Regions from separate parts of the Arabidopsis thaliana genome. Here region 2 is linked to region 1. The links are chromatin contacts, called in public ChIA-PET maps. All regions are on one chromosome and are shown on one strand. Each heading gives the region's core, a stretch centred on a gene start, on an enhancer-like site or on the middle of the called end of the contact. The rest is flanking DNA. Distances are from core to core; before and after follow the strand shown. Region 1 holds the start of AT4G03030 (Galactose oxidase/kelch repeat superfamily protein). Region 2 holds the start of AT4G03090 (sequence-specific DNA binding transcription factor ATNDX).

Region 1 (5,769 bases), core at 924-3,423:
TTTGATCAAAATTCAAAACCTCATCATCAATGTATAATACACTTGAACCAATCTCAATTCTGTGGAGTATGATAGTTGCTAGTATTTCTGGTTGGTAGCACAAACAAAACACATCACGCTACAATAATCTAATGGTAAGAGACTGTCTTGTCTTCTTCAGTGACCAACCACTCTTGCTTATGGTAGGAAACTGTCTTCTTTCTTGAGACAAAAACCTTTTCCACGAAACTGAATTGTGATAGACAGTCAAAAAGAGATTCAGAAAGTCTTGGATTTGATTAGTGTTATGAAGAAATTAACTTGAAACGAGAGTAGAAGAAGCAAATGTTGCATTGTTCGCAAGCTAGAGCATTTTTATAGAATACCCTTTAGCAATATAAACAGAATACTCAGTTCTTTTTTGTTTTTGTTTTTCAACTTGTACAGACAGTGTGGTAACATATGTAAGTGGTATAAGAAACGAACCAATACCTAAACATCATCAGAGCTCACACAACATGAACACCAAATTTTATTCTAGATGATGTGTGATGAGAGTTTTTTACACCTACTACAATCGGATGGTGCACATAACCGTGGTCCTGAAATCAAGTTGATGATTGAACGGTGGCTTTGAGACAACCGATCTCCAAGTCTTCTTCTTTGGATCATACATATGAATCATCAAAGATCCAGCTTTCCTCTGTTGTCTAGTATGCCTTGTATCCATCAGATTATAACCATCCAAAAGAATCATAACATGTAATTCCCCATTCAGTGCAACGAAACCAACCGGTTTGTCGTAATGAGCTTTCTTAGGCACGCTTGACTCCTTTCTCCAACGATTCAAACCCATCTCATACCTAAGAATCCAATCCTTATCCAACATGAAAAACACAGGCTTCCCACAATCAACAGCAACAATCTTCCCTAGCTTAGGTCTCTCTTCTTCTCCCCACATATCTCCAACTACCCTCCATTTCTCACCACCATCTACTCTCAAATCCATCACTACCGCGTCTTTATAGTACTCATCAACAGGAAGAATCCCCGAAACCGTCCTCGATCCGCCATAGCCACCCATAACCCAAAACTCTCTCCCTTCCTCCTCCTTCTCCTTCTCCTTCTCATTCTCCACCAAGAAACCAACACATCCTGCTCTAAACCTAGGCAATTCATTCATTACTCTCCACTCATCTTTCTCAACATCATACATCTCCACAGAACTCATTCTACTTCCAGCAGCACCAAACAGAGTGTGCCGTGATCCTCCTCCCGCCACAATAATCCGACCACAAGAACCAGGCATCGCAGCGCAAGCAAAGCTACCACGCGGAGACATCATCGGAGATAACCGTTCCCAAACCGATTTCACGAAGCTGTAACGAAACACAGAAGAAGTAGGCAAAGGAACATCAAGAGGATAAGACCTAGTATCAAAAGCAGAGCCACCGAGGACATAAACGTAAGGACCAAGAGCTACAGCTACGAAATTGCAGAGACCGTAAACGTGAGGGTTACAAGGCATAAGAGGAAGCGATCTCCAAGAGAGAGTCACGGGATCGAAGAGAAAAGGAGGCGAAATCGAAGGATCCTGAGGGAAGATACAAAGGAGATGCGAGAGATTGTTGGTGTTGCTGTTGTCTCTGCTATGGCGGAGTGAAATTAGGGTTTTGGAAGAGAGGAAAGCGTACCATGATTTACAGGTTGATTTGATACGAGAGATGTGAGGGTAAGGGACGAAGGAGAGAATCAGTCTCCCGACGTCGTTGGATAAGCCTGGAATTAAGGTCAAGCTTGGATCGATTCGAAGCTTAGGCCTAAAAAACGAAGATCGCGACGACGACGAAGACGATGAAGACGAACACTGTAACCGCGACGGGAATATAGGCAGAGGCATGATTCAGGCCGGCGGGAAGAAACTCCGGCGAGATTTTGATTGATCGATCAATGAAACGGAATCGTCATGGAGAAGATCAGAGACTGATTCTGAATTCTGAGACAGAACAATCTGGTTTTGAAATTTGAAGAAACGACAATTTTGTTTTGGCTCTGTAATTAATTTAATCACCCACGTGGTAGTTTATGATTGGCTGAGACATGGATATGGTTAATTACTAATTACTAGGCTTCGACTAGTCAAAATCCAAATGTATGTTTTGAATTGTGAAACAGATTTAGATGTATAATGTGATATGATCCGAATTTGGAGTATTGGGCTTTCTCTTCTTATTTGACAGCTGAAGTATTGGGCTTAAGTTAGGCTTTCCCATTATGTTAATGGTTTAAGCCCATTTGGCTGCATATCTTCTTCTTCTTTTTCTCCTTTTTCTTTGTTTCCTCTTATTTAGATTCGGTGTGGGATACGGGCTTTGCCCTCCATGCCCAATTCGGCCTAAACACAAATAGACCAAGTCAAGAAAGCTCATAACAAAGAAGAACGGCCCATCAGAACAACGGCCCATCAGAATGACTACTCGGCCCATCACAGCTCTGCCCATCACGGCTCGGCCCAGCCCGATAAATTCAGAAGGGCAAAAAGGAGAAATCGCAAGAGAGACTAAGAGAACCCTAGATCAGCTCCTTGCCAATAGGAAGAGATACTACTAAGAAGGGGGATCCAGAACCTAAGTCACCACTCAGAGAATTTAAGAGAGAATTGCTGCCTATCTCTTTATCTCTTACTTTCTGGTTTTCCGTTCTGTATTTTCAGGTTTTCCGACCATTAATATCAGTTTTTCAACCTGTACTTTCGGTTCTAAGTTTCTGTACTTACGGTTTTCCATTATGTTAATTACTGCCTTTCTGTTCGTCATTAATAAAGAAGCTACTCCGTTCTCTCCAAACTCCTTAGTTATTTATTGTTACAACTTCGGTACAAACATTCACTTTTTTTTTTTTTTTGTAATGAGCGATCGTCGATCGATATAAAACAGTTAGTTGATCACAACGATAGTGATTATGATTTCTCGACAACAAAAATAAAAAAGAAGAAGGAATATTCTATTTGTATTTTTGTGAGACATGCTTTTTAATCGTATTACCAGCTTTATTAACGATAAAGTGATTATGATTTCTCGACAACCTTAAAAAGAAGGAATATTCTATTTGTATTTTTGCGGGACATGCTTTTTATCTTCTATGTGTTTTTTTTTTTTGGGTGTCAAAGACATGCTTTTAATCTTAAATTATCTTTGGGTATTAACAACTTTATTAACGATAACGGGATTATGATTTCTCGACAAAACCTTAAAAAGAAGGTTAATCACGGCAAGAAACTACATTTCCTTCGCTAGCTGTCGAGAGCCCCGTACGTCTTCCCCTTCGGACCACTTTTCAAAGCGGATATGTGTGGTCCATTACCATACATAAAAAGAGAGGTTGTCAAAATTAAGCAACCAAGATATATAGCACGGTACGGTAGTATTTGGTGAAAAAATTAAATTAAAAATTAAAAAAAAAGAGAGATTGTCAAAATTAGATATGAGAAAGCATTAAGTATAGGTATATAGCTAATCATTAACTGTTTTTAAGTTGTATGAAAACTCAAATATATAACTTATTTTCTAGGAATTATCTTTCAACTAAAAAAATTTCCAAAAAAAAAGAAAAAAAAGTTAATTCTTTTATTGACTTATAGCGTCGTATCGTTGATATAAATTAAATGATTAGTGAAGTATCTTACTCTAAGTTTGTCATACAGCATAAACCTAATAACTGTTTAATGAGTGTATTTTGTAGTTTAGATTACTTCTAGTCAAAAAATTATTTAAAGAAGTATGTGTTATCCTTCAACGTTTTTATTAGTATAAATTATGAAAAATTGAAAAACAAAAAGTTAATTCACTTATAGTTGTGCAGCCGATTTAATTTCGTAAGTTCGAATCAGGACCGGTCCGGCATATTTAAATGTGCTACGCAAATAAAAAATCTTTTCCTTATAATATTTTTTTTTATAAAATCACAAATAATGTAGTAATATATGATCGGTTATACTAAATTTTATAGAACATATTTTAGTTTCATAAAAAGTTTGTAAGTAAAAAAACATTCTGTAAATATATTGTTTAGATTTTTGCCTTCAATATCATTTATCAAACTCACGTAATCGAGTTTTTCAACCAGAAATTATTTCAATGGATAGCAAAGCTAACACATTTACTTGATTAATTAAAGATTTTTTTTTATAATTTTGCAACTAAAATCACCGTATCTTAGAGCATCACCATCTATGGTCTCTTGATTTTAGTTTCTCATTTATGTGTGAACACAAATTTTAAGTGTAAACATATTAATAAGTATTTCAGCTTGACTAATTATAAAAAACCACATGTAAGAAACGTTTTTCTCGTAGTCTCTCAAACGAGAGACGACTCTCTCCCACTCTCCTCTTTTTCTATTTTTTCTTTTATTTAATATTGATATATTGTACTAGATATCGCTGATGAATATAGTCTTAGGATGTCTTCCATTTTGCAAGCAATTTAAGGTTTAAATTTTTTAAAACCCAATTGTTACCAAATTAGATTCATTGACAACAAATATAAGTTTTCATCAAGTTTAAATCCCACGAAACATGAAAAGAAAGCTCAACAAAAATGAATTTATTAAAAAAATGCGTATAATATTTTTCTTAAAACATAAAAAGCCTTGAAAAATTTATAAAATGTACATTTTCTTTATTTTGATACCCTAAAGTATGGGTTCACTTGATTGCGTGGAACGCCAACCTGTGTAGAATATTCCATAAACACTATTATTATTTGGAGCCATCAACAAATACAAATACAAATACAATAATTTATTACATTATTGTACATGTGCATGTGCATGCATGCACACATACTCTATTGATTTTCATACAACACAAAGACTTAGACCTCCAAAAAAATCCATATAAAGACGAATCACACAGAAACAGACATGACTCAACTAATCAAAAACCCTTTTTTCTTACTACATGGTTTTTGACAAACTTAAAATCACCTAACTCTGTTAAAACTTGGAATCAAGCGCACACATGTAAGCTTGAAGAGTAGATTGAACTTTACGACCAGCTTCTGAGTGATAGAAGGTAAACAAGTCGCGGTAATCTACGGGTCGTCTGAAGAGACGTGGATGCTTCTCGTCCACAAGTTCTTTGGTGCCTCTATGATATAGTCCGGTTTTGGATACGTGAAAATCATATCATATTGCTGCTGTGAAAAGTTAATTTTCACGTGTCCAAAACCAGATTATCTCATATTGCTGCTGTGTATCTTATCATCTTTTTCCTGCTACTCTTACTCGGCGATACGGAGCACGAGTTCTACCGTTTCCTAAGTGTCTGCAATATCACCAAGTAAATGATTGATTACTCTTTATTTTCAACAAGAAGATTCTGAAAGAGAATAATAAAAACAGTAGTGTACCAACATTTTTTTTTTTTTTAAAGAAGAATAAAAAAAGCCATTATTATATTGAAAGTGATGCGAGCAAATAAAATCATAAAAAGCATTACAAAGTGATTGCTAGAGAAATTGGATTGTCTATATTATTTATTTAATATTTGAGTTGGATTGTCTATATTATTTATTTAATATTTGAGTTATATTATGCCTCTATTAATCAAAATTAAGTTATAGATCCACATATGTTATTTATAAAGGCCAAATACCCATAGCTCGACTTTTCGAGTCCGTTTGCCATATGACATGACCGGACTAGATTAGCATGAACCTCGAAGAACGAATAATGGTTAATATATTTGTGCCAAAGTAAAAAGGAAATGAAAGCTTACACATAGAGAAT
Region 2 (5,784 bases), core at 1,389-3,888, 34 kb after region 1:
CACGTCAGCCAAGCGCATAGCGTTAAGTAGCACAAAACCCATCGGGTAGTCAGGAGAAGCAGTAGCCATGGAAGCTTTAGAAAGGCCAAGCCTCAATAATTTAAGAACCTATATTACAGATATATCATCACTGAATAGGTCAACACTTAACTTCACATGGATAAACTATCCTGGAGAGAAATGAGGAACAGAAAAGTACAAAATGTCAATTTAACAACATATGCCATTTAGGAAACTGTAGGTTTAGACTCTAGAGCAGAGCTGATTATCACTTAGCCAACACGAGCTTTTTGCAGTGAGGTTTGTTCTATGACTAGTTACAACGTATCAAAACAAATAAGATTGTCAATTTGTATGGAATCTTTATAAATAGAAGCGTCACTCAGTGGTAAACCTTTCGAATCAAGAAGGAAAACGTCCTATCGATTTTAGAGCAGAGACCCTAATTAGGACTAACCTCTGAGGCAACAGTTTTGGCTAAATGCAAGTTTCCTGCATTTGCAACCTCGTCAAGGAATGAGACACTTTCCGCTTCAAACAGATGCTGCAACTGCAGGCACATGAACTTTGGTATGAGTTGCAGATAGTAAATAGAGAAAAAAATTGCTAAATTTCAATAGACTTACAATTGAAAGAACTTTTGCTTTCATTCTAGATGTGGAAGCTATAGTTACGGTTGCTCCAACAAATTCAGGTGTAATAGTTAGTGATAGTATGGATTGAGCTAGCCTAAGAACGCCACCTTTTCCACATAGCTCCTGAGAGAAAATACCAGAAAACATAATTCTGAGATTCGTCCTCCATAAAATCATCAATTAAGCAAAACAAATTATTAACAACTCGTGATTAATGTACAAACACCAAGCAATAGAGAAACCTTGTTTTTAGCGACACGTTCTCTAAAGGGTTTGTGTTGGCATAGAGAATGAAGGAACTGCAAAGCAGCTTCAGCTTGTTGGCAGTGGAAGTTAACCTCCTCTACAGAACTTGCGCCTAACTTTTTTGGGGAGTCAGTTTGTCTATACAGCAACTTCGCTTTCAAAGATATCACAACATTGAGAACAGCTCCAAAAGCACTGTCTATAAACACATCAACCTAGATGAAAAAAAAAAAAGAATCAGATCAAACTAATCCCAAGGCAGCAGAAACCCAGATCCCAAAGCATAAGCGTAATTTTCTTAATATATTTTCCTCACATTGGCATTTCAAACACATTATGATAAGGTCATAGTTTCATACCCTTGGGTGTGCAAGCAAGACGAGAACAAGATCTTGGGAGTTAGGAGAGATAAACCCGTGAAACAGGTGGAGACAAGAAGCCACCAATGTAGCCTCTAGTAACGATTCTTTATTCGAATTACAGCTTTCCTGGAAACAAGCAACGGACATGAATTATACAGCTCTAAAAAGAAACAGGAAGAGACAAAAAAAGGATTCTACAGAAAAGAACCTTTCTGTTACGGCCAAGAGCTATTATCACAAGGATCACCAGATCAATCATCTGTGCTGATAATTTCACATCGTCAAGCAAGACCTATCACAATATGCAAACAAAAAAAAGAATCAAACATTATGTTCCATGGAGGCATAAAGTCCAATTCTTTAAAAGCTCAAAACCACATATGAAGATGGAACAACCTGCTCGAGTTTAGCATTACGAGGTGTTAAGTCACACAACGTCTGCAACAGTCTGATCCCACACAGTATATAACGAGACTTTCCATCTTTATTAGGAGTCATAACCACCGCAATGAGGTGCCGAGGTAACATTTTCACCATCTTCTCAACACTAATCTGAAAGAAACCTAAACATCAGTACTTACTACAAATGAATAGCAAAAAACTGAAAAAGCAAATCAAGTTTAAAAATGCACCTTTTGTGGTAACACTTGCTCAGAGTTAAAGCAAATAGAGAAATCTCCATTATCTTTAAGCAGCTTATGAAATTCCACAGAGTTTCGCCAATGCAAAGCGTTCACAGCTTGTACCATGTGTTTAGGCTGCAACAATCGAACCATGACTGTCACTAATATGCAACAGTGACTGAATCTAGTTTCCGGTGAATGAAGAGCGACTAGAATTTTGTCTCGCCGTGAGTTATAGTGTTAGGTTATGTGACAGAGAAGAAGATACGAAAATCAAAAGCAGTGAAATCTACTTCAGGGTATGGTGGCATAACGGTAAATGAGTAAAAAGAATGAGGTTAATTTCTAAATATATTGACACTGAGCCTCGCTCTTTGTAGTAGAAGGGAAAACTCAGCTATGGCTTATCGGATTATTTGATTCCAGCGACCAATTTCAAACCCTAACATTTTATTTCCAAATGTTGTTGAAACGATGAAGACAATCACGTGAGAGTACACGTGACCTCTTTTCTTTGGGTCTAAATCGTTTAATTAAAGCCCAACATAGCTTTTACTTCTTTTTTTAAAGCCCAAATTGAGTACAGCAAAACGAACAGTCACTTTAAAACTCATGAAGATTTATTTCACCAATTGATCAACTAGAACTATCAAAATAGTAAACCATTGAGCATTTAGAAGAAAATACTTACTTCAGATATATGTTTTGACGTTGATGGCGTAATTGTTTCAGACATATAGTTTGATGATGAGGCTTCTTTATCCGATCTAGACATCGATCGAGTTTTACTTCGATCAATAGATTGTTTCTTGTTAGATGGGATCTAGAAACAAAAGTATGAATAATAGATATTGCATACCAATTTCAACCATTATAGTTCTGATTAGAACACTTAATAAACTTCCACAGCTGATTAACAACCACATAAATTTGAAAATCTATTGTAATTTAGTGATTTAAATTTGAGATCCATGACAAATATATGTAGCTTTGATAATCTAAAGATATGTTTTCCATCACATGATTTGAATTTCGAAGAAAAGTTTGCGACGGAAAAATTCTTAACGTCTGACTCATTTTTCCACTATTGATGTAAGAAAATGATAAAATCGTTAAAAATCAAAAACATATATTTCGTATCCGTAGATCTAATAGAGTAAAATAGTTGTAGTTCAATCTAAACTGAAAAGAAATTGACGCACCTGTAACAAATTTCTCGGAGACGGCTTCATCGCACAAGAACCCTAGCGGCGGAGGACTTCACCTTTTTATGTATGCTAAACCGGTTTGTTAATAACAAAATTTGGTTAACTATGCTCATTAAAGGTAAAAAAGGAAAAAACAAATATACACACGTATCGTAATCTAATTGGTCTTTACATTGCAAATGAAATTTATCCCAACAATACATTACAAAAAAAATAAAATTTTGGTTTATTGTTATTATTTTATATGAAAAAGAAAAATAATTTTATTATTATAATAATAAAAAGAATTAGTATCAACAAAAAAAAAAAACTTTCTTAGTTTTTGTTGTGAATAAAAATTTCAAATATGTTTAACAAAATAAAAACTGAAAATATTTTTTAAAATGAAATGAAAATATCTGTATACTAACCTTAATGATAGATCACAAATAATTTAAAAAGTGAATTTTTTTTTTCTTTTCACAAGAGGGATAATTTAATTGAGCAAGATAAATATTACATTGGGCTATGGAATGCCCCATAACACAAAAGCTACAGAAATATATTATGCCCAACTAAAGCCCATCAGAGAAACCGAACATGGAAGAAAATGATAAAATCGTTAAAAATCAAAACCATATCTTTCGTATCCCTAGATCTAATAAAGTAAAATAGGTTTAGTTCAATCTAAACTGAAAAGAAATTGACGCACATGTAACAAATTTCTCGGAGACGGCTTCATCGCACAAGAACCCTAGCGGCGGAGGACTTAAACTTTTTTTTATGTATGCTAAACCGGTTTGTTAATAACAAAATTTGGTTAACTATGCTCATAAAGGGTAAAAAAGGAAAAACAAATATACACACGTACTGTGATCTAATTGGTCTTTACATTGCAAATGAAATTTTGTCCCAATAATACATTACAAAAAACAAATATTTTGGTTTATTATTATTATTTTATATGAAAAAGAAAAATAAGTTTATTAGTATAATAATAAAAAGAATTAGTATCAACAAAAAAAAAAAACTTTCTTAGTTTTAGTTGTGAATAAAAATTTCAAATATGTTTAACAAAATAAAAACTGAAAATATTTTTTAAAATGAAATGAAAATATCTGTATACTAACTTTAATGATAGATCACAAATAATCTAAAAAGTGAATTTTTTTTATTTTTTTCACAAGAGGGATAATTTTATTGAGCAAGATAAATATTACATTGGGCTATAGAATGCCCTATAACACAAAAGCTACAGAAATATATTAGGCCCAACTAAAGCCCATCAGAGAAACCAACATGGAAGAAGAAATGTATTATCTTTTGTCTCTATCCAAAGCCACGTGTCTTCTATTGTAGAGAAACCAATACACGTATTGGATGAGAATCCAAAGTTTTCCCGACTTCATCCTTTGCCGTCAAACATCGATTCTGGTGAAGATTCGACGTCGATTAACAAATCAAACATGAAAACTTATGGGTTTTCACCGGTTAAAACAATCAAAGCTCCAATTAGAGAAACAACAGCTCAAGGCAATGTTAATATGCGACGGAAATCACTTTTGTTCTTCAACTCAAATCTCTGATTTGATTCCTGCACTTCTAAACTCAAAAAGAAAAACAGGTTGGATAATAAGTAACAGAAGCGAAAATCGCTCTATCATTATCACCAACACATCTCAAATGAGAATTATTGAAAACAAAACTAATTTATGAAAAAACAAAAAGCAGCAAAAGAGCGCTGACGGCATAGCCGAGCATCATCACTATGAAAGCCAAATGATGTCGGACAAAACTTGGCCAACACCGGAAAGAACTAGTAGTTGCTAGACGATAATCCTTATCGGAAGAGGCAGAAGCCGAAAAGAATTCCGGACGGCATAGTGATTTTCAGCTTTCTCTCTCTCTCGAAGATTTTAAAGAGGGAAAAGAGAGAGAAAACATGGATTCAATATTAATAGTGAAAATATTTATATATCCAAAATAAAATGTCAATTTGACAAAGAAAAAAATCAAAAAATCAAGTAGATCCATAAATGAAACGCCACGTCAACAACCAACAACCAATTAAATTGAGTGGCATTATCGTAGATTTAGAGAAGTTCTTTGGGGTAAAACGTGATTCCAATAAAAGCTACATTAGATAAATAATATCCCTAGAGGGAGAAAATTTTGAAATGAGTGGACCGTTGCTTTGAAATCCAACCAAAAAGACAAAAATTTCAAAACCAAACATATATTATATTAAATCACATAAAAGAATAAAAAAGAAAGAGAAACCTTTTCGAGAATTTCAAAAATCAAATTCACTTCCATAGAGAGAGAAGAAGAAGCACAAAGTCCAGAGAGAAAGAGAGAGAGAAGCTGCGAAAATCTTTCATAGTTCTCAATGACGGGGCTAGTGATGATGACTAAAGGCGGAGGTTGCGGCGGCGGAGGAAAAGGAGGAAGGAGAAAATCAACGGCGGAGGAGGAAGAAGAAGAAGAGCAGAATCAGCAACAACTGTCTCTTGTTGAGTTTCTCTTAACGGCGCTGCGTAAATCTGTGGTTTCTTGCCGTGTAGACAACAGACAAGACGACGGCGGAGTAGGCGGAGGGATTTCGTCCGCCGTTCATCACATGGAGATCGGTTGGCCAACAAATGTTCGACACATCACTCATGTAACATTCGATCGATTCCATGGCTTTCTTGGTCTCCCTCACGAGCTTCAAGTTGAGATCCCATGTCGA

Evidence for each region. ChIA-PET counts read pairs in DNA pulled down with a chosen protein or histone mark.
Region 2: an H3K4me3 ChIA-PET map of shoot shows a contact between it and region 1, with 11 read pairs. The contact joins the promoter of AT4G03090 here to the promoter of AT4G03030 in region 1. A contact is called at or near these places in 5 of 26 Hi-C or Micro-C datasets (leaf, root, rosette leaf and 1 more), 1 of 2 datasets of contacts at active chromatin or transcription factors (shoot) and 1 of 3 other capture datasets (seedling).

Annotation. Positions count from the first base shown.
Region 1 is chr4:1,335,392-1,341,160 of TAIR10.1, forward strand. It overlaps AT4G03030 (Galactose oxidase/kelch repeat superfamily protein), which reads right to left and starts at 2,174. Exons shown (of 1, transcript NM_116537.4): 1 at 289-2,174. The coding sequence starts at 1,879. The coding sequence ends at 551. It overlaps AT4G03020 (transducin family protein / WD-40 repeat family protein), which reads right to left and starts at 72. Exons shown (of 10, transcript NM_116536.5): 1 at 1-72. It overlaps AT4G03040, which reads left to right and starts at 5,692. Exons shown (of 3, transcript NM_116538.1): 1 at 5,692-5,735. The coding sequence starts at 5,692. MIR826a (a microRNA gene) reads left to right here and starts at 5,088; the gene lies at 5,088-5,265. It also overlaps MIR826b and AT4G03038.
Region 2 is chr4:1,368,919-1,374,702 of TAIR10.1, forward strand. AT4G03090 (sequence-specific DNA binding transcription factor ATNDX) reads right to left here and starts at 2,639. Exons shown (of 16, transcript NM_001340421.1): 1 at 2,558-2,639; 2 at 1,876-2,001; 3 at 1,640-1,795; 4 at 1,452-1,535; 5 at 1,241-1,369; 6 at 878-1,096; 7 at 627-758; 8 at 458-550; 9 at 1-108. The coding sequence starts at 2,602. AT4G03100 (Rho GTPase activating protein with PAK-box/P21-Rho-binding domain-containing protein) reads left to right here and starts at 5,242. Exons shown (of 4, transcript NM_116544.4): 1 at 5,242-5,784. The coding sequence starts at 5,443.